2 separate regions of the Bicyclus anynana genome follow, and region 2 is linked to region 1. A link is a contact called in public Hi-C data. All regions are on one chromosome and are shown on one strand. The core of a region is the stretch at or near the end of the contact, and the rest is flanking DNA. Distances in the headings are between cores, read along the strand shown. Region 1 has its middle 18 kb from the start of LOC112058450. Region 2 has its middle 26 kb from the start of LOC112058461.

What was found. A called contact is a pair of places that touch in the nucleus more often than the background predicts.
Region 2: a contact with region 1 is called in a Hi-C map of whole larva, with 2.0 times the contacts expected there. The contact joins two enhancer-like sites. A contact is called at or near these places in 2 of 2 Hi-C or Micro-C datasets (whole body and whole larva).

The regions. Positions count from the first base shown.
Region 1 is chr4:5,575,020-5,579,450 of ilBicAnyn1.1, forward strand. No RefSeq gene overlaps it. Among protein-coding and RNA genes, the nearest start is that of LOC112058450, 18 kb to the left of the region's middle. Within about 2 kb of position 1,877, at least 6 of the 8 cell types and tissues checked have open chromatin away from gene starts, as enhancers often do.
Region 2 is chr4:5,633,997-5,638,427 of ilBicAnyn1.1, forward strand. No RefSeq gene overlaps it. Among protein-coding and RNA genes, the nearest start is that of LOC112058461, 26 kb to the right of the region's middle. Within about 2 kb of position 1,890, at least 6 of the 8 cell types and tissues checked have open chromatin away from gene starts, as enhancers often do.

The DNA of each region.
Region 1 (4,431 bases), core at 627-3,126:
ATTGCGTTAAGCAGTTTGGAAGATATGAGGTACCTAATAAAGAATTTTTTTTTTTTTTTTTTTTTATGCAATATAGGCCAGCGCTTGACTACAATTAAGCCTGATGGTAAGCATTAATGCGGTCTAAGTTGGAGCGCGCTTACCTAGAAGATGCCTATTCACTCTAGCTTTGAAGGTGTCCAAATTGTATTTGTCAGGAAACACAAACGCCGGAAGGGCATTCCAAATTTTTGCTGTACGAATTAGAAATGTAGATGCAAATCTTTTCGTACGAGTTGCCTGGACATCCACAATATATGGATGCCACCGTTTGCGACATCTTGCTGTTCTGTGGTAGAAAGGGGAAGGAGGAACTAGATGGTGAAGTTCCTGAGCACACTCGCCAAAGTATATCCGGTAAAAAACCGACAGACAAGCTACATTGCGACGATGTTGCAAGGTCTGCAATTTCGCCTGTGTCAACGGTTCATTACCAATTATCCTTCTAGCGCGGCGATCTATCGAGTCTAATGCATCAAGCTGATATTTTGCAGAACCATCCCAAAGGTGACTGCAGTACTCCATACAAGTTCTGACTTGAGCTTGGTAGAGGGTGAGAAGTTGTTGGGGTGTGAAGTACCGCTTGACCTTATTCAGGATTCCCAGTTTTTTGGCTGCAATTTCAGCTTTTGATTCGATGCATTTCCCGAAATTGAGGTTGGATGAGATGGTAATACCCAGGAGCTCAATTTGATCGCTAATTGGAACAGATATACTCTGGAAAGTGGGAGCCAGGGTGAAAGGGCTCCTTTTCGCAGTAAATAGACATGCCTGAGTCTTGGTAGCGTTGAACTTAACCAAATTGGCATCACCCCAATCTGACACCATCTTCAGGTTCTTGTTCACGCGGTCGACCAAGGCCTCTCTGAGCTCAAGAATCTCAGCACCGCTGGCTCTAGGGCTAGATGTGTAACTCTCCGACACAGTGCTGTCATCTGCATACCCAAAGATACCGGGATTGAGCAGATCGTTGATATGCAGCAGAAAAAGAGTAGCGGAAAGAACAGATCCCTGAGGTACACCGGCATTGATATCCAATAAGTCAGAAGAGCAGCCATCAACGACTACTCGAAATGACCGTTCCCTCAGGAAATCAGATATCCAGCAGCAGAGATCAGCGGGTATTCCGTACGCAGGGAGCTTACTGAGAAGACTGACGTGCCAGACCCGGTCAAAAGCTTTTGAGATGTCAAGGGATACGGCAAGTGCTTCCCCATGTTTCTCAATGGCTTCGCTCCAAGTATGTGTAGCATACACCAGAAGGTCACCAGTAGACCGGTTCGTACGGAAGCCATACTGCCGATCAGACAAGAGGTCGTTTTCCTCTAGGTATGCAAGGAGCTTGCCATTAATAACCCGTTCCATAGCCTTGCAGAGCATGGACGTGATGGCTATTGGTCTATAATATTACATACATACAAGATACGCGCGAAAAACATAACCCTTCTTGCATTGTAATGATGAAATACTAGCGGACGCCCGCAACTTCGTCCACGTGGAATTCAGTTTTTTACAAATCCCACGGGAAAACGAAAAAAGTAGCCTATGTGTTAATCCAAAGTAAAATCTATTTCCATTCCAAATTTCAGCCAAATCGCTTCAGTAGCTGCAGCGTAAAAAAGGAACAAACATACTCTCACACTTGTGTAAGTATGTTTGTTCCTTACACACTTTCACCCTTACACACTTACACACAAACTTTCGCCTCTATAATATTAGTGTGATGTGATTGATTCCAACAAAATTATAAATCAAAGTAGGTACCTACAAGATAGGAAAGGCTGGCGCGGATAAATATACTATTCCAGTAATGATGCGGTTGCGGTAATTACGGTCGTTCACCCCGTCGTGTTTGATGCTGCACGGTATTCTATAACTCGAGCTCACTCACAGCTCACAAGTCGGCTCTCTTCCCACAACTACAATGAAACATGAAAATACACTTATGATTTATTTTTACCGGTAGATATTGCTTTGAAACCTACGCAATTGGACTCTTTGATGCGTTTTTGGAATTTTTTCAAGGTTATGACCTACCATAATCTTAAAAAATTAATTAATTGTAACATATTGAAACATTCACTAAGTATTAACAATTTTAATAACTTTTTAAACAGGTACCTACACTTGCTTAAAAAAATTGTTTATAATTAGTGAATGTTTCAAGACACATGATAGCCCAGTGGATAAGACCTCTGCTTTCGAAGGGTGTGGGTTCGAATCCGGTCCGCGCATGCACCTCTAACTTTTCAGTTGTGTGTATATTATGAAATTAAATATCACGTGTGTGTCTCAAACTGTGAAGGAAAAACATCGTCTACTCAATAGTCTATAATATTCCTGATCAGTCTAAATCTGTATTTCGAATAGCTCATGAATATTATTCACAATAATAGAATAATTTAACTATTTTTTTATACTGATATTCCAACGGTTACGGTTCCACGAGGTATACAGCGGGTCACAGCTAGTATATAAATATTAAGTCACGCATAGCTATAATATAGAACGTAGTGATTATATACTCTTTGCGCATAGCTTTATTACATGCCTATAGATAGGCCGTGCCGTGATATCCACAACAAGAATGCCTATGCGGTAATTAGCGAACGGAAAAACAATGTATCCATGACTAAATTAAATAACACGCAACTAAGTATTACGTTCACACAGTCACATTAATAATGGATGAAGTAGGTGCGTAAAAATCGTGGGCGATTATTAAAATGGTACGCACTGGTCGCGGTAAATGCTCTTCCATTGACTAGTGACGGTTCACACAGGAAAAGAAGTAAACGTTGAGGCAATTTCGACAAATGGGGTCAAGATTGGGTAGATTTAAGTCACGTAACCTTTTTTTTTCGTGTTTCTAACAGCAAACCCTTTCATTTGATATCCATCATGGCGGTGGATTTCTAACAGCCAGTCCGCCATCTTGGCAAAGCCGCCATATTGGATTTGAAATGACGTTTCTTAGGTAGTCTCATGTATTGTCATCAGAACTCAGAGCGTGTGCAACATTTCATCCTAATCGAAGACCAGGAAGTGGGTCAAATTAAGATTCCAAGATTTTCTTACGTACATAGTTACAAGTTAAGCTAATATAAGCGTTTTATACAGAAAGACGTTATGTACTCTACCCCCCTCCCCAATTTGTACCTTCAAATTCGTCTAACGGCTTAGGATAAAATATAGCCGATGCCACTCACTAATAATGTAGCATTCCTTTGGTGAGAGAATTTTTAGTAAAGATTTAGTGGTTTAGGCGTAAAAACGTAACAATCAAACTCACAATCGCCCCTATTTTACGCTTGGAAAAAATAGCCTACCTTCGGCAATCAGATATGAACACGGAAAAGTACAAAGCCTCAAGGTACGACAGTAACGGTTTCTATTACAAATCCATGTTTGGAAAAACACGTGTTACAAATAAGGTGGAATAAGTTCACGTTTACACTGTTGTAGAGGTCAAAGATCGCGCACAGGCCGCAGAGTCAAACAGCCTACGGGTCGCTATCCGGCCAAGGTGCACCCCAGACTTACGTTTTGCTAGACAACGCTTGGGTCAAATGTATGAAATCAAATCATGGACCTGGAACCTACCAGGATGCTTTAACGCGGGTCCCCGGGTTTAGCAAATGTTAAATTATTATTAGCATTGATAAGTGGATATGACCTCTGCCTCCGATTCCGGAGAGCATAGATTCGAATCCGGGCATGCACCTCCAACTTTTCAGTTATATGCATTTTTAGAAACGTTCAAGGAAAAACATCGTGAGGAAACCTGCATAACTGAGAATTTTCTAATTCTCTACGTTTGAAGTCTGCCAATCCGCATTGGGTCAGCGTGGTGGACTATTGGCCTAATCCCTCTCATTCGACGGAGACTCGTGCGCAGCAGTGAGCCGAATATGGCTTGATAATGATGATGATGAAATAATTAAATGTGCTGATGTGATCATTAGACCTGATCCGACTCGCTACCGGGCTTAGCATCCTACACGAGGCACAGGAGTGTACAAACGACGAACTTGAGCTAAAACTCAACCCCAGTACCTCCTGATTCGAAGCCACATAGGCTAACCACAGAAGCTTCGAGGCAATAACGCTACACAGACTATAATAATTGTCATCCTCATACCAGTACAATAGAATATAAAGTCTTCACCGATGATTACTTTACAGTTTACACATTGAAGAGATACCAACTGAGAATTAATAATACGTTTTTTTTACTTTTTTTAAAAAGTAAAAAACGTATTATTAATTTGGCGATTTTGCGAATAATTTGCGAAATAATTTTCTTTTCCATTATTTATAATTATCTTTGTTAAACTCAATTCAATTCAATCAAGAACTGAAAATAGGACAATTTTTTAGCCACGCTTGTAT
Region 2 (4,431 bases), core at 640-3,139, 59 kb after region 1:
CTTAAAACCCGTAAAGGTTTCATTGTAAGCGTTGATAAGCTCTTTCAATGAAGAAATAACAAAAGCAAATCAAAGGAATGTCGAGCAGCGAGTGCGAATAAACCTCGCAAACGCCGAGTGCCGAGAGCTCCACGTAATGGCGGCTGTCATTACCCCTCATTACCCCCCAGTCACGTACAGCGGCAGAAATGGATTTGTCTTTGCGAAAATAATGATCCTAGATTGCGGACCGCCTTCGGAGAAAATTAGATTCGACGCGTAAACAGCGCTGTAGACGCTTTTTAGTGCACAATAATTGTACGAGCCGCTGTTATGGGCCAAGTGATTCGATTGTAGATCGGGGAGTGCAGTGACATTTTACCACAGAGACAGAGAGAGACACAGGCGTATAATATAGCGGGTGGGCCGGGCCCACCCTAGAATAGTCCAGTGCCCACCCTAGGATACTGGGCTACCGATTTGAATTTCTATGATGAACGCCGAAATACTACTATTTTTACAGAAAATATCATTTATAATATCAAATAATAACAATTACAACTTATAATAAAGAAAATCCTATAAGTAATAAATATTTTGAAAAATATATTATGACTTTTTCTGGCACCTACCATAGATACAAAGAAAAAATAATAAATAAGCCGAACCGTTTCTGAGGTCTGTGTCCACGAAAATTGCTAACGTTTTCATATTGAGTGTCGACTTTGTTAAGTGATATGTAGCCATGTAGGCCCACCCCAGGAAATAATCCTAGATACACCTATGGAGAGAGAAAAAGAGATATAACCAACGTCGTAACAACGGTACCACTATAATGTTTACTTTGATAAACAAACTCTGTTGAGAGTAATTTGAAGAGGGACTTTTCATTATCTACCACTACGCACTTGTAAATTATTATAGACGAGTACGTTTAGTAGGTAGATACTTCTACTGTGAAGGCTTAATTTTTTGTTAAAAAAGAAGAGACAGAAAGAAGTTAAATTATAAAATGCAGAATTGCAGAATAAAAAGTACCTTCGTAAACTATTTAACTAATTAAAACATTTAAGTTCTGCTAAAGTGTGGAATAACCTTCCAGGGTCTGCGTTTCCTAAGCAAGCGCGTCGCATATTAGACCTCATCAGATGTGACCTCATTGTTTTCCATCAAGCATATTAATTGTACTGTCTAGCGCAATCTTTTTGACCATAAGAATATAATACTAAACGTATTATATTCTTATGGTCAAAAAGATTTTATGGGCAGATAGGATAATTTTATGGGCATTTACCATAATTCTGTGAATAATCCCCGAATTATGATAAATGCCAGCAAAATTGTAATGTTAATTTATAAATGTAATTTATAATGTAATGTTAATTTATAAAATGTCATTGATTCTGCTGATGAAATCTTTTTTAAGCCAGATCATTCTACCTACTACAAATCACGCACGTTGAAAAGCTGATAGGATGATAAAGTCCAAGTTAGATCTTTAAATTCATAATTGTGGCTTTCACAGAACATAGAACGCTAAAGCTAACGCTTTGTGGCTTTTACAGAATGTCATTTCATTCGTATCAAATCTTGCAGGCCAAACTGTAAGGACCGAAACTTGCCAAGAAAAGATAGAATTGATCTGATCTGGGAATCGAGCTTGACAAATCCAAATCGTAAGTCAATATTTTAACATTAACAACATCCACAGATGATTCATCTTGTAAAACGATTAATTACCATAGCCCGGAAAAACAGGTTTCCTACTGTACCTACATACAAAAATCTGCACACAAGAATTCCCAAGAACATGCGACCCGGCAAAATCAGTTGCAAACTCAATGAGAAATCCATCAATTTCATTTACTTACGTCAGTAAAAACACGCTGTAACAATACAATCAGGCAAATGAGTCATGTGCTTATGTTAGCACAAGTTACAACACCATATACTGAGTGCTGACCGGTGGAAACACGAGGCGTATAGCGTGGAAGGAAATTTTGCAAGTAATGAAATGCCAAATTAACTGATACTCTATAGATACCTAACCAGCGATTTGCTTTGCTTGTCTGAAATCGGATTCATATTGGGTTGACTATACAAGTTTACTGTGATGTTGATTTTAGATTGACGGACTGTCGAAGTGTAGGTATGTGATTGCTGTTGTAACCGCCAATGCTCCTATGCCAAAAAAATAATTTTTGAAATCGTTCTACAGAGGAAATATCGCTGGACATACATAAAAAAATTATAAAACATACATATACAGCCGAACGTTAAATCTCCTCCTTTTTTAAGTTAGTTAAAAATAAATATTGCAAAGCTTCTTCAAACGATTTAAGAAAGAATTTGAAAAATCGAAATAAAAGTATAACTTGGTTACCCTATGAATATTTTCAAAACGAATATTTTTTTCATATCAGTTTTAGATATGTGGTGAACCTATCACCCAATTGTTTTATCCATCAACCAATCAACAAATAAATATAATATTAAATTAACAATATTTAATGTTAATTAATAACATATTACTCTGGCCAGAGACCGAGCTGAGTGGCAAAGTCCAGACTTTGCCACTCAGCTCAGTCACACAGAGGAGGCCTATGTCGAAGGACAACCTGACTGCGATGGTGTAATAGAAAATAGGAAAATAATATATGTAATCAAAGTCAGAGAATAAAGGCTATTTTTTTTTTTATTTTTATAATAACAGATATTTTTTTTATATCTTCAATCAGTCACAATGAAATAAATTTAATTATAAATTCAAATAGAACACTTAATTTAAATTTTATTAGTTACAAGGGATACATTTTACATCACACAATGCAGAAGTTAATTGAAAATGGTACCCACACAATAAAAAGACTACAGATGTGAAGAGTTCAATACAAATACAATGACTACAAATTACAATAAAAAAAAAGCTTTTACTGATTTGAACATGATACGAAGAATCAGGCTCAAGAAAGTTTGATGGAATGAATCGTGTATCCAATCATATCGATCATTGAAATTCATTACTACATACATCGATATAAATCGTTAGATGGGCCCCTCCATACTAAAAACGCACAATTTTATGTCATTACCCAAAGACGTGCACGCACATCTTGTCTTAGTACTAACAAGCGCATGCGGTGAGTGGACGTGGACTGAAAAAAATATTTACTGTTTTTATTTTATTTTAATCCCTTAATTATGCCTTCGTGTTTATTTTGGAAGTGTAAAAACACAAGCCACAACTATGATTAAAGAGAAATGTGTTACGAGTGATGACGTACTCAATGTGCGAAACCAATGACAATTCCGCGACGTTTTGAGGCCCATCTAACGATCTACGACCGATGACTACATACATTTGTATATTCATTTGGAACCTGGTCACTCCAATGGCTAGCCCATGTAGAATCACGAGATTCTGGGTTCAAATCCTCGGCCAGGCTGTAGTTCAACAAAATTTTAGTGCAGTACTTTCCGAGTTAGGAAGTTGGTGGTGTTACACCAACTTCGTAACAAGCATCTGTTGAGTTAATGCCGGCTCCTCTCTGCAGAACCTGCCTCTTTACAAATGCTTGTAAACTGAAATAAACGAATTTTGATTTGACGTAATTAAGCAGTCCTATCAAAAATCGCATTTATAAACAACTAGCGGACACCCGCGAATTCGTCCGCGTGGAATTTAGTTTTTCACAAATCCCGCGGTAATCATGGATTTTAGCCTATAGCCTAGGTCCATTCCAGCCTAATCGGTTTGCAAGCCGCAGCGTAAAGGAGGAAGAAACATACTTTACACACAACCACAAATACAAACTTTCGCCTTTACAATATTAGTGTGATATCAGATTGATTATTACTCTAAAGAATATCACTTGCCCAAAGCAACGCGACAATTTTAATGCTCCCACCAGTTTGCTACAAGTGCGAACACCTTTTAGAAGCTCATTCAAGTCTAGCAAACGATATCGCGTAACAACTCGGAATGAATTGAAGGCATCGACCTCGTACCGTCAGCATAGATACTGTACAAAAGAATTTCCTAATCTGAAGTGATTAAATACCGCCTTTCGTTATGCACGGCCATCAACACGCCACGATTCCGACTTAGTTTTTTAGACCCACGAAATCGTTACAAAAGTTTCGACCGCGAAGAAATAGTTTTATAAGTTTTATTTTGTGTCGAATCGAATGCTCATGATTCGAACAGGTGGAAAATAGATTGCAAATAACCGAAAAACTTAATTATTTGGTCGTTTGTAGTTTCGTTGCCGCGAAATTTTTATGTGTTTTAAATAATGGCTAATGGAACACGTAGGTACGCGGTACGCGTACCAAAGAATACCAAAGAACAGTAGTAATATTGAAATCTTAGACCATTTAAATAACAGGACCTGCCTCGCTAACCGTTACCCCTCTGGCAAAGATCAAAAATCTATGATCTAACGCGTTTAT